Regions from separate parts of the Gossypium hirsutum genome. Here region 1 is linked to region 2. The links are chromatin contacts, called in public Hi-C maps. All regions are on one chromosome and are shown on one strand. Each heading gives the region's core, a stretch centred on a gene start, on an enhancer-like site or on the middle of the called end of the contact. The rest is flanking DNA. Distances are from core to core; before and after follow the strand shown. Region 1 holds the start of LOC107951271 (ETO1-like protein 1). Region 2 holds the start of LOC107950887 (pentatricopeptide repeat-containing protein At3g63370, chloroplastic).

Evidence for each region. Hi-C and Micro-C count contacts between places; a contact is called where the count stands out from the background.
Region 1: a Hi-C map of leaf shows a contact between it and region 2, with 1.5 times the contacts expected there. The contact joins the promoter of LOC107951271 here to the promoter of LOC107950887 in region 2. A contact is called at or near these places in 2 of 34 Hi-C or Micro-C datasets (both in leaf).

Annotation. Positions count from the first base shown.
Region 1 is chrA08:11,487,286-11,493,275 of Gossypium_hirsutum_v2.1, reverse strand. It overlaps LOC107951271 (ETO1-like protein 1), which reads left to right and starts at 4,162. Exons shown (of 5, transcript XM_016886269.2): 1 at 4,162-5,220; 2 at 5,311-5,990. The coding sequence starts at 5,087.
Region 2 is chrA08:11,177,635-11,183,003 of Gossypium_hirsutum_v2.1, reverse strand. It overlaps LOC107950887 (pentatricopeptide repeat-containing protein At3g63370, chloroplastic), which reads left to right and starts at 3,075. Exons shown (of 1, transcript XM_016885810.2): 1 at 3,075-5,369. The coding sequence starts at 3,107. TRNAK-UUU (transfer RNA lysine (anticodon UUU)) reads right to left here and starts at 2,977; the gene lies at 2,905-2,977.

The DNA.
Region 1 (5,990 bases), core at 2,913-5,412, 310 kb before region 2:
TGTATCCCTTGGACCACATAGGCATGTGAGCCCTACACCTTGGAAAATTTTTGTAACTTTGTGAAAAATTCTTAGAGCCTCCGATTAAGTCTCGACTCGATTCTAATACTCGTATTGGGCCTTGAGGGTCCAATTAAGGGACGTTTTAAATTATATCAATAAATGGATAGTGAATTACATGAATTATTTGTAAAATGTTCTGAAGGTTTTTATAATGCTCTGAAACCTTGTTCCGATGACGGATACGAGTTAGGGGTGTTACAAAAAGCATTATCACACTCTATCTCTAATTGTCGAATCCCTTTCTCCCATGCTAAGCGTAAATCCTCTAGAATAGTTATCGTTTCGATCTTAAAAATTGTGTCTTTGCCTAGCAACATTGAGAATTCCCATAACTAATTAACATCAACATGTCTAATCACTCCCTAATGGCAGCATAAGGTCCATTTAGTGACACTGACCCATCTGTATTAAGCTTAGTCCAACCTTTATTCGGAGCTGACCACTACATAACAATAACCATAGGATTAACATGTAACACAGGTGCAAGCATCCTTACGTAACTCCTCATCCAACTGACACCCATATCCAAGATTTCCTAAGCACAACAGTGACTACTAGAAAAGACATTCTGAATTTTCCATAGCAACCAGAACATTATAGGAAAGAAAATTTGTCATTCTATCTCTTGATTATCATAATCTCCAATATTCTATAGGTTCCATATGATCCATTCATCTAGTGACAGAGAAAAAAATCTTACTCGAGCATGAGTTAGCATAATTAACCACCAAACAGTCCTAGAAAAAGTGCAATTCCGAATAGTATGGACCCTCGATTTATATACATTACTACATCTCGGATAATGGCTTTCATTCACCATATGTCTCCTTACTTTCTTTCCATTAGTCAGTAATCTATTCTTCTACATGATCCAAATGAACACTTTAACCCTTTGAAGCACCTTAGTTTTCCAAATCAAATTCAAAACACAAGAATTATCGACTGAGCCAAGTTGGTGAATACCTCTATAAGTCTCTACCGATGAAAAACTATCCTTTGCTGATCATCTCCATGATAGCTGATTTGGTCCTTCATCATTCACAGGAGGCAACACAACTACTATCTGTAACACAATATGATCCAGAAGAACGCTACTTAATCTAGCCCAATCCCAGCTACCATTCTCATCCACTATATCACAAACACGTAAAGTGTCATCTGGTTGTTCCGAGCCTCTATAGAACACTCTGAGTGGACCTATCGAACAAACCCAATTATCATTCCAAAAATTTGTCAGGTGATCATCCCTTATGGCGTAATAGACATTATCAATTACATTCGTCCATATCTTCGTTAGAGATTTCCATATAAATGAGCACTTGCTCTTTGCAATAGTATTTGGTAACACCCTACAAACATTATATTTATTTCTCACAATTTGTACCCATAATGCATCATTTTGTGTAAGTAGTTGGAAACCTAACTTTAAAAAAAAAAATTCTTGTTTTGATCAACTAAGTTTCGCACACCAAGACTAGCAACACCTACAGGTCGACAATAATCATCCCAACTTAAAAACACCAGTTTTCTAGCTTCAATAGTGGTTTCCTAAATAAAATTGCGAACTAATTTCTCTGTTTCACCACACATAGAGATAGGTATACGTATTGTAGCCATGAAATAATTGAGTTTAGCTAAAAGGATTGGTTTTGCTAATGTTATTTTGCCAGTCAAAGATAAATTATTCGTTTCCCACCCATTTAGTCTGTTATGGACTTTATTAACCACAAATTCAAAAGTACTTACACTAACTTTCTTATGAATGAGAGGCATACTAAGATACATTCCAAGATCCTCAACTCGAACAAACCCCACCTTCCTACATATAACCGTAGCTAAATCATCCGGTACATTAGGTGAGAAGAAAACCTGAGACTTATTCCTATTCACCTTTTGACCCAAATAATAACAAAATGTATACTGAATATCATTAACAATTTCTTCTTGCCTCGAATTAGCCTCACAAAAGAGCATTAAATTGTATGCAAAGAACAAATGCGATAACATCGGGCCTTCCTAGATAACAACAAAGGCTTCAACCTCCCCTGAATGATAGCTTCTTTAATTAAGTGTTCTAGTTTCTCCATACAAACCACAAACATATATAGCGAAAGAGGATCTCCTTGTCGAATACCCCATAATGGTTTAAATTCATATGTAACTGCGCCATTCTAGAGCGCCTGAAATGATGATAATGATCTACAATTTAAGATAACAGTGTTTAATATAGTTTGGTAAACTTGCTTTTGAAAGTGTTCTTCTAAGAAATCTCATCTAACTCAATCATAAGCCTTTTTAAGATCAATTTTTAACACCATCCCACGTTTTCTGCCTCTGAAATTTCGCATAGAATATTCTGCCTCCTGAGCAATAACGATGTTATCTGAAATGTTCCTACCCATCGTGAAACTAGTCTGGTTCTGTTTAGTAAACTTAACCATCAATAGATGTAACCTATTAACAATTGTCCGTGTGACGATCTTATATAAAACTGTATATAAACTTGTTGGCCTAGTCTTTAATGTATTTACTTAATATGATTTAAAAATTAAAATTCAATGTATATAGTAGTTAATAAAATTATTTTAAACTAGGAGGGAAGCAATGAAGTATACAAATTCATCTACTGTCCATGAACCATATTTAGACACGTAATTAATAAATTAATGGGTAATTGTAAAATATTAAAATAAATATAATTATTCTATATATATATATATTAGATTATAGTGCACTCATAATATCAGTGAAAAAAAATTATATAATTAATAATGTCAAAAGTTTATATAAAAATCAAACGAATATTTAGTTAAAATGGTAAAATTAAATATATAAAATTCATTATACATCATAGGTTGAAATATCACTAAGATTAAAAATTTATTGAGTTTATATAAAAAAATATAAAAAGACAAAAATATCCTCATGATTAGAGGTAACCATGGGCCGGATTAAGTCAATGCCTGATTCTCAAATATTGTCAAGCCCAAACTTGATTTCGGGCCGGGTTGCCAAAAAATTCATTTTACTATTTAAAAATTAATATAATATGAAAAATATATTTTAGTTACTATTTTATATATTTTTGTAATTTAATTTTAATTTTAAAAATATTTTTTATTATTTAAATTGAAATTGGGTAGGCTCATGTCGGGCCGAAGTGAAAAAATCATTGTCCAAGCTCAACTTGAATCAGGCTGAGCTTACTGGGCCAAGCAGACTATTCAACCCTTAGTTAGGTGCACTCATGATTATATAACTTATTTTGTATGCAAAATGTCATTTTAATAATTTTTAACTAAGTTGATGCTTTGATTGACTCGTGACATTAACTCAATTAAAGGTTTAATATAAATATATATTTTTTAATAGGTGGTATATAATTCACTAATAATATATACTTATACACAGACAATGCATCAAATATAAATCTATTCAATTATTCACATTAAAATAATTTCAAATGATTAAAATTTGAGAAAATATTTAATAAACTACTCCGCAAATAAAAAAACACATGATAATTAAAAAAAAAAAACTAACCCTCCAAATTATACATATTTAAAATTAAGGGGAGTGCATTCACAATATTGTCTATTGAAATTTACTGGTTAAATTAAACAAGGGAATAAAACACATTTTGGTACCTGAAATTTGCTTCAGGGTTCAAATTAATACTTAAGGGTTTTTTTGTCTAATTAGGTACTTGAACTTGGCTTTAAGGTTAAATTTGGTACCTAAAACTTATTTTAGTCCAATTTGGCACCTGAACTTAGTTTCTTGGTTCAAATTGGTACCTAAACTTGGCTTTATCATCCAAATTAGTACTTATGGTAAATGACTTATTTGAATCAATTTGAACTATGGAGCTAAGTTCAGGTACTAATTTGAACAGAAAAAGAAAATTTAGATACCAATTTGAACCTTGAAGCCAAATTCAGATACTAAATGCATATTTACCTATAGACAGGTATAAAACTAAATTATAAACATAGATTGACTAAAATTTAAAATTGCAAAGAGTATAGGGACTGAAAGTAAAATTAGACCTATGACACGTATGTATATGTAATTAATATATGGATTGATGTTTATTTTAGTTATTCTTTGGGGGTACTTCCAACAAACAGTAGATGCCTGCAATCTTTCTGGTCTCCAACGCAAGGAAAAGTGTGAGAAAAAAGTAAAAGGAAAAACTTTCCCTTCTACCAAACAAAAGAAACGTTACAAAAAGCATAGGAAGGTGGAAAACTAAGAAAATATTTTCCCTTTTGGATTCCCACACTTCGTTCAAACTTTGATCTCCCATCCCATTGCCTTCTAAAAAGTCTCAGCTCTGCTTTTTCTTCAAATTTTCCAAACCCCCAAAATCCAATTCTCTCTCTGTCTCTATCATAAGAGTGTGTTTGTTAAGGTGTTTTGGCTTTATTGTTGTTTTTTTAAAAAAAAATTTTGGCTTTATTGTTAAAGGCTATAATTTGGGTTTTGGTAGCCTTTGGGGTAAAGATCTTTGGTTAACTGTTAGATGTTGGTGGCTAATTGGTAGTTTCTAATTTAGTTTTTTTTTAAAACTATTTTCTTTTTAGCAAAGACCATTTACTTAATTGTTTTAACACCAAAACTTAGTTGATCTTCATTTTTTTTCTTTTGTGGAATAGAATCAACCAGGAATTTTTTTTTTTACTGTGAAGCCCACTATTTTTTGTGTAAATTCTTGGTTGTCCCAGCTTGTTATAAGATACCCATATTGAAAATATAGTGAATGATTGTTTGTTTCTGGAATTTTGTTTGCTTGTATTAAATGTTTACAATAGAAACTTTGTTGCTTGGTGAGGTAGGAAGTGCTTTTCTTTTTTCATTTACTAAATAGGATTAGTGTGACTGTTTTTCCTCTTTTTACTTCTGTGTTTCTCCCTTTCTTTGAAGGATTTTTTGTTGGTTTATTTTTACTTTTTGAGTTTTTGAGAAAAGACCCAATTTGGCTATTGTGGAGATCTGGGACTTGTTTAATCTGTTATGCCCAATGAGGGCTTTCCTTCCATCTGATTCATGTAAAGAAACACAGCTCAATGCCATTAATCCTCAGTCTTGGCTCCAAGTTGAAAGAGGGAAATTTTCCAAACTATCATCTTCATGTACCACCGCCTCTTCATCCATGTAAGTTTTTTTTTTTTGGTTCATTTCTGGGATTCTTCTATGGTTTTCATTTTTTTTATTGAGATTGTTTTGTTGGTATAATTGTTGTAGAGAATCATTTATCAAGGTTCCTGAGCCACCCATAGTGCCATTCTTTAAACCTGTTGATTATGTAGAAGTCTTAGCTCAAATTCATGAAGAACTCGAATCGTGTTCTTTGCAAGAGAGGTCGAATCTGTATTTATTACAATTTCAGATCTTTAGAGGGCTTGGGGAAACCAAATTGATGCGGGGAAGCCTCCGGTCTGCTTGGCAGAAGGCTGGGACGGTCCATGAGAGGCTTGTGTTTGTGGCATGGTTGAAGTATGAGAAGCAAGGGGAAGAACTTATTGTTGACTTGCTTGCAACTTGCAATAAATGTGCACAAGAGTTTGGACCGATGGATGTTGCTTCTCAGTTTCCGGTTGAGGTGGATGGGGCTTCGCAGGAGACCGTTGTGACGGATGGGGAAAAGAGCCTGAAAAATGTGAACTTTTGGATAGGAGATGAGAAAATAGTTTGCCGTAGGCAGAAAATAGCTTCTCTTTCAGCCCCCTTTCATGCTATGCTTAATGGTTACTTCAATGAATCGCTTTGCGAGGACATAGATTTATCTGAAAATAATATCTCCCCATTGGGGTTGAGGACCATCAGTGTGTTCAGTGTGACGGGCTGCCTGAGTGATGTCCCACCTGATCTTTTGTTAGAAATATTAGTTTTTGCAAACAAGTTTTGTTGTGAGAGACTCAAAG
Region 2 (5,369 bases), core at 1,826-4,325:
ATTAATCCAATACTTTTTCTTTTTCCCGATCTAAATTCGTACGTTACTTTTCTTGATCTATATAATCAAATTTAAATCATTCAAAATTCATTCTAAACAATTAAATCCAAAAATCATATTTTGGAAAATTTATACTTTTGTCCCTGTAATTTTGAATTCAATACAATTTAGTCCCTATCTCATGAAAATAAAAATTCATGCAATTTAATCCACACCATGCTAGGCGAATATTAACTTAGTCCATAGCAATCCCTTTATTTCATTTATTTCACATTTTCACCATGAATATTTTTCTATTTTTTTAAAATAAAATCCTTAATTGACAATTTCATCAAAAATTCGTATACAAAAGTTGCTCAAATATCATCAAATATTCATTTTCATCCCTTAAACATCAAAAACAACCAACATACATTCATGGTAAAATCCTAGACTTTTAACAATTTTGCTAATTAGTCCCTAGGCTAGCTAGATTAAGCTATAACGACTCCAAAAACATATAAATCATTAAAAATAGAGCAAAAATGCACTTACATGCACTAGGAATGTTGGCCAAATGTTGAATGATCAAAAATGGTGTCTTGCCCTAGTTTTTTTTTTTTTTTGTAGAAGAAGAAATTCTTCTTTTATTCATTTTTATTTTAAGTTGATTTATTATTTACTTAATTAACCTTAAGTAATAACCTTTAAAACTATGAAAAAAAAAGTTCATCTTCGTCCACTATTTATCTTAATGGTCTAATTACCAGTTAAGGCCACTTATATTCTAACTTCATGTTAAATTGACACCTTCTCTAATAGAACACAAGTTTTGCACTTTATGCAAATTTAATCCTTTTTATCAAATTAAAAATACAAACAATAAAATTTCTTCACGAAACTTTTATACGACACCACTAACATGTTGTAGACATTAAAATAATAATAAAATAATTTTTTAGATGTCGAATTTGTAGTCCCGAAACCACTGTTCCTATTTTACTGAAAACGGGTTGTTACATAATAATTATTGAATTTTCATGAATTTAAGGACTAAAATGTAAAATGTTCAAAAATTACTATGTGTGCTAAAATAATGAAACAAAATATTTAAGTAAAGTGTTATAAGAAAGTAAAGTGCTTAATGATAGTGAATTGAAATCTAAAGTGTGAAATGGTGTGAATATATGTTATGTTTGTATTTTTATGAATTATGAATAAAGTGAATATGTGAAATAAAAATGTAGTAAATGTGTTTGTGTGATTCAAAGTAAATAAGTCATATGATACAAATGATATATTTGTGATATTCAAGTATGTTATATGAAAGTGATATGTGAATAAATGCATTAGTGGACTTATAGGAAATATGATACATGATAATGAAATGATTTTAAGGTTGAACAAAGGGGATTAGGAGAGGAGAAGTGGGTTATGTGATGTGTTTAATGGAGTTTTGTTATTAGAGTTCCATTAAAGGTCAAGAGTTCTGTTTTGACCTAATGTATCGAAATTATTGAAATTTTTTAAGACTCACTAAGGACTGCAAAAGTGTTATGTGAAAGTAAAAGTGTTATAATGATATATGTGTTTCAGTAATACATGTGAATTAAGTAAAAGTGTTATAATGATATATGTGTTTCAGTAACACATGTGAATTAAGTATTAAGTGAAACATGTGACTTAAGAGTTTATGTTATGTTTGTGACATGAGACAAAGATTTATGTGAATGTGAAAGTTGATTAGTGACTATATGTGTTAAAGTAAAAACTATAAGTTAGAAAATTAATTTAAATGATTTTATGTTTTCGAAAATGAATTGAAATTTTAAGCATATTAGTGAAAGAAACTATGTGAATAAATATTATTAAAATTTTACTTGAATTGTATATATATCAAAATGGTAAGATTGAATCCAGTTGAGTACTTACTAGCTATTCACGTAGCTTAACGCATTTGTTTTAAATGCATAGGTGATAGATAAGTTTTGAAAAGAGTCGAGGATTGCTACTTCGGTTTGAATCACATCACTCCTCAACTTCAAGTTCAAGCAATTTGGTATATATATTTTGGATTTAGTTTAGCATGTACTTAGGTTTATTAGTAAAAAAAAAAGTGAATTATGTATAAATAATAATGTTTTGTTCTATAAGTTACCTTGATTATAATGAAACAAGAATATGTTTAAGTGGTGAGTTTAATGTTTAAATGTAACATCTTTTACTTGGATTGGGTGAGGGCTATTACAAACTAAATTGACAAATTTTGTAAATTTGAGACTAAATTTATTGAATTTTTAGACTTTGAACTAAAAGGACAAATTTTTGTAAACATTGAGGACTATTTGTTGAGTTTTTTTAGATTTAGAATCAAGTTGATAGAATGTGTAAACATTTTAAGGCTAAATTTGTTATTAAGCCAATAAAAATGGCCAACATCAGTTCTTCATCACTCGTTTAATAACAACATCTAATTGGAGAGTGATTAGAATATTTAATTTCGAAAAGTTGAGTGGTTAAATAAAAAAGTTAGCAGTAGAGTGGCTAAAATAGAACTAAAGATATAGTTGGATGGCTATTCTTTTATTTTACCCTAATACTTTAAAAGAAAATATTTGATACACTAGTAGTGAAGTTTTTATACTTCACAAGTAAGATTAGGGAGTTGAGAAGTGTCCTATAAAATATAGTAAAATATTAAAAAATTATATTTAAAAAAGAAACACATATAACTTTTTAAAACTATTTATAAAATAAAAAAATACACTACCAATATACTAAATATTAACCCTTACTTTAAACATAAATAAAATAAAATAAACCTCAAAGAATGTTCTATTTTTTCCTTTTTCTCTTCTCCACGTGACCAGATCTTGAAAGACAACAAGAAAAAGTAAAATTGAGCTGATGAAATTATCAACAAAAGGCCGTCTGTTTGAATCGAACCCACGACCACGTGATTAAAAGCCGCGCGCTCTACCGGCTGAGCTAAGACGGCTTGAGATTTCATTAGTTATTATTCATTATATTAATCAATTCGAAATGTTATTCCATAACAATACCATTGATCATGCGACTGCAGTCTTATCTTACACTGAGCGTCGTCCTGTCCTGCACTTGCCCTCTAATGCCCGCTTCTTTGGTTCATCTGCACACTAATAATTGCTCTTCAATTTTCGCTCACCCCCCTATGTTAATCCAAACACAAATAAACCCTACTCTCAAAATCCCATCTTTTTCTCGTAAACCCATCCAAACCCATACTTTAAAGGATATTTGCCTTCGAGGAAACCTCAAGGAAGCATTTCAATCGCTACCAGTTTCATCCAATGATCACCCGGACGAGACTTATGCCCCGGTTCTTGAACTTTGTGCTCAAAAGAAAGCTCTTTCTCAGGGGCTACAAATTCACGCCCACATGATAAAGTCTTGTTCCGTCTCCGAATCCATGTTTTTAGCTACTAAGCTTGTGTTTATGTATGGAAAATGCGGGTCAGTTCGGAATGCGGAGAAAGTGTTTGATCAAATAGGTCAACGAAGTATTTTTACTTGGAATGCTATGATAGGAGCTTATGTTTCAAATGGGAAACCTTTTGAAGTTCTTCAAACCTATAAAGAAATGCGGGTTTTGGGAGTTCCTCTTGATGCTTATAGTTTTCCTTCTCTGCTTAAAGCTAGTGGTTTGCTAAAAAATCTCTATTTAGGGGCTGAAATTCATGGTCTGGCTGTCAAGTTTGGGTATGATTCTACTGTTTGTGTTGTCAATTCTTTAGTTGCTATGTATGCCAAATGTGATGATCTTTTTGGAGCAAGGAGATTATTCGGGAGAATAGATCAAAAAGACGATGTAGTTTCATGGAATTCTATAATTTCAGCATATTCTTCAAATGGAAGATCTATGGAAGCATTGGAACTTTTCAGGGAAATGCAAAAGGCTGGTCTTGACTCTAATACTTACACTGCTGTTGCTTGTCTTCAGGCTTGTGGAGATTATTCCTTTAGGAAATTAGGTAAGGAGATACATGCTGCTGTGTTGAAATCAGCTCAGCTTCTTGATGCTTATGTTGCTGGTGCTTTGGTTGCTATGTATGTCAGATGTTGTAAGATGAGTGAGGCTGTAAGAACTTTTAACAAATTGGAAGAAAAGGATAAAGTAGCCTGGAATTCTGTGCTTACTGGGTTTATCCAAAATGGTATGTGCAGTGAGGCTTTGCATTTCTTCCATGATTTTCAGAATGCTGGTGAAAAACCTGACCAGGTTACAGTAATAAGCATCTTGGTAGCTTGTGGGCGAATGGGTTACCTATTGAATGGTATGGAATTGCATGCTTATGCAATAAAAATTGGATTTGATTTAGACTTGCAGGTTGGAAATACTCTTATAGATATGTATGCAAAGTGTTCTTGTGTGAACTACATGGGCTATGCTTTTAATAGGATGCCCGATAAAGATTTAATTTCTTGGACTACTGTCATTGCTGGCTATGCACAAAACAGTTATGCTTTAAAGGCTTTTGAATTGTTCCGAGAAGTACAATTAATAGATATTGATGTTGATCCCATGATGCTAGGTAGTATACTGCTGGCTTGTAGTGAACTGGCGTGTGTGTCCCAAGTGAAAGAAATTCATGGTTATATTATGAGAAGAGGCCTGTCTGATGTTGTGCTGCAAAACATGATTGTTGATGTATATGGAGAATGTGGAAACATAGACTATGCTGTGCAAACATTTGAGTCAATCCAGTTTAAAGATGTTGTGTCTTGGACAAGCATGATTTCTGCATATGTCCACAATGGGCTTGCTAATGAAGCTCTTGAACTGTTCCATATCCTAAACAAAACTAATATTCACCCTGATTCTATTGCATTAAAAAGTGCACTCTCTGCTGCTTCCAGTTTGTCTGCCTTGAAGTATGGGAAAGAAATCCATGGCTTTATTATTAGGCATAACTTCTCCGAAGGATCAATTGCCAGCTCTCTTGTGGATATGTATTCTCGATGTGGAATGGTTGAGAATGCACACACAATATTTAAGTCTATTCAAAGTAAAGATTTAGTCCTATGGACAAGCATGATAAATGCATATGGAATGCATGGCCATGGAAAAGTTGCCATTGATTTATTCAATAAGATGAAGGAAAATCTCACTCCAGATCATGTAGCGTTTTTGTCAGTTCTATATGCTTGCAGCCATTCAGGACTGACTGCTGAAGGTAGACAATTTTTTGAGATCATGAAATATGAATATCAATTGGAACCATGGCCAGAGCACTATGCTTGTCTGGTTGATCTCCTTGGTCGGGCAAATTGCTTAGAAGAGGCATTTGAATTTGTGAAAAGCATGCAGATGGCACCTACTGCTGAAATTTGGTGTGCACTCCTTCGGGCTT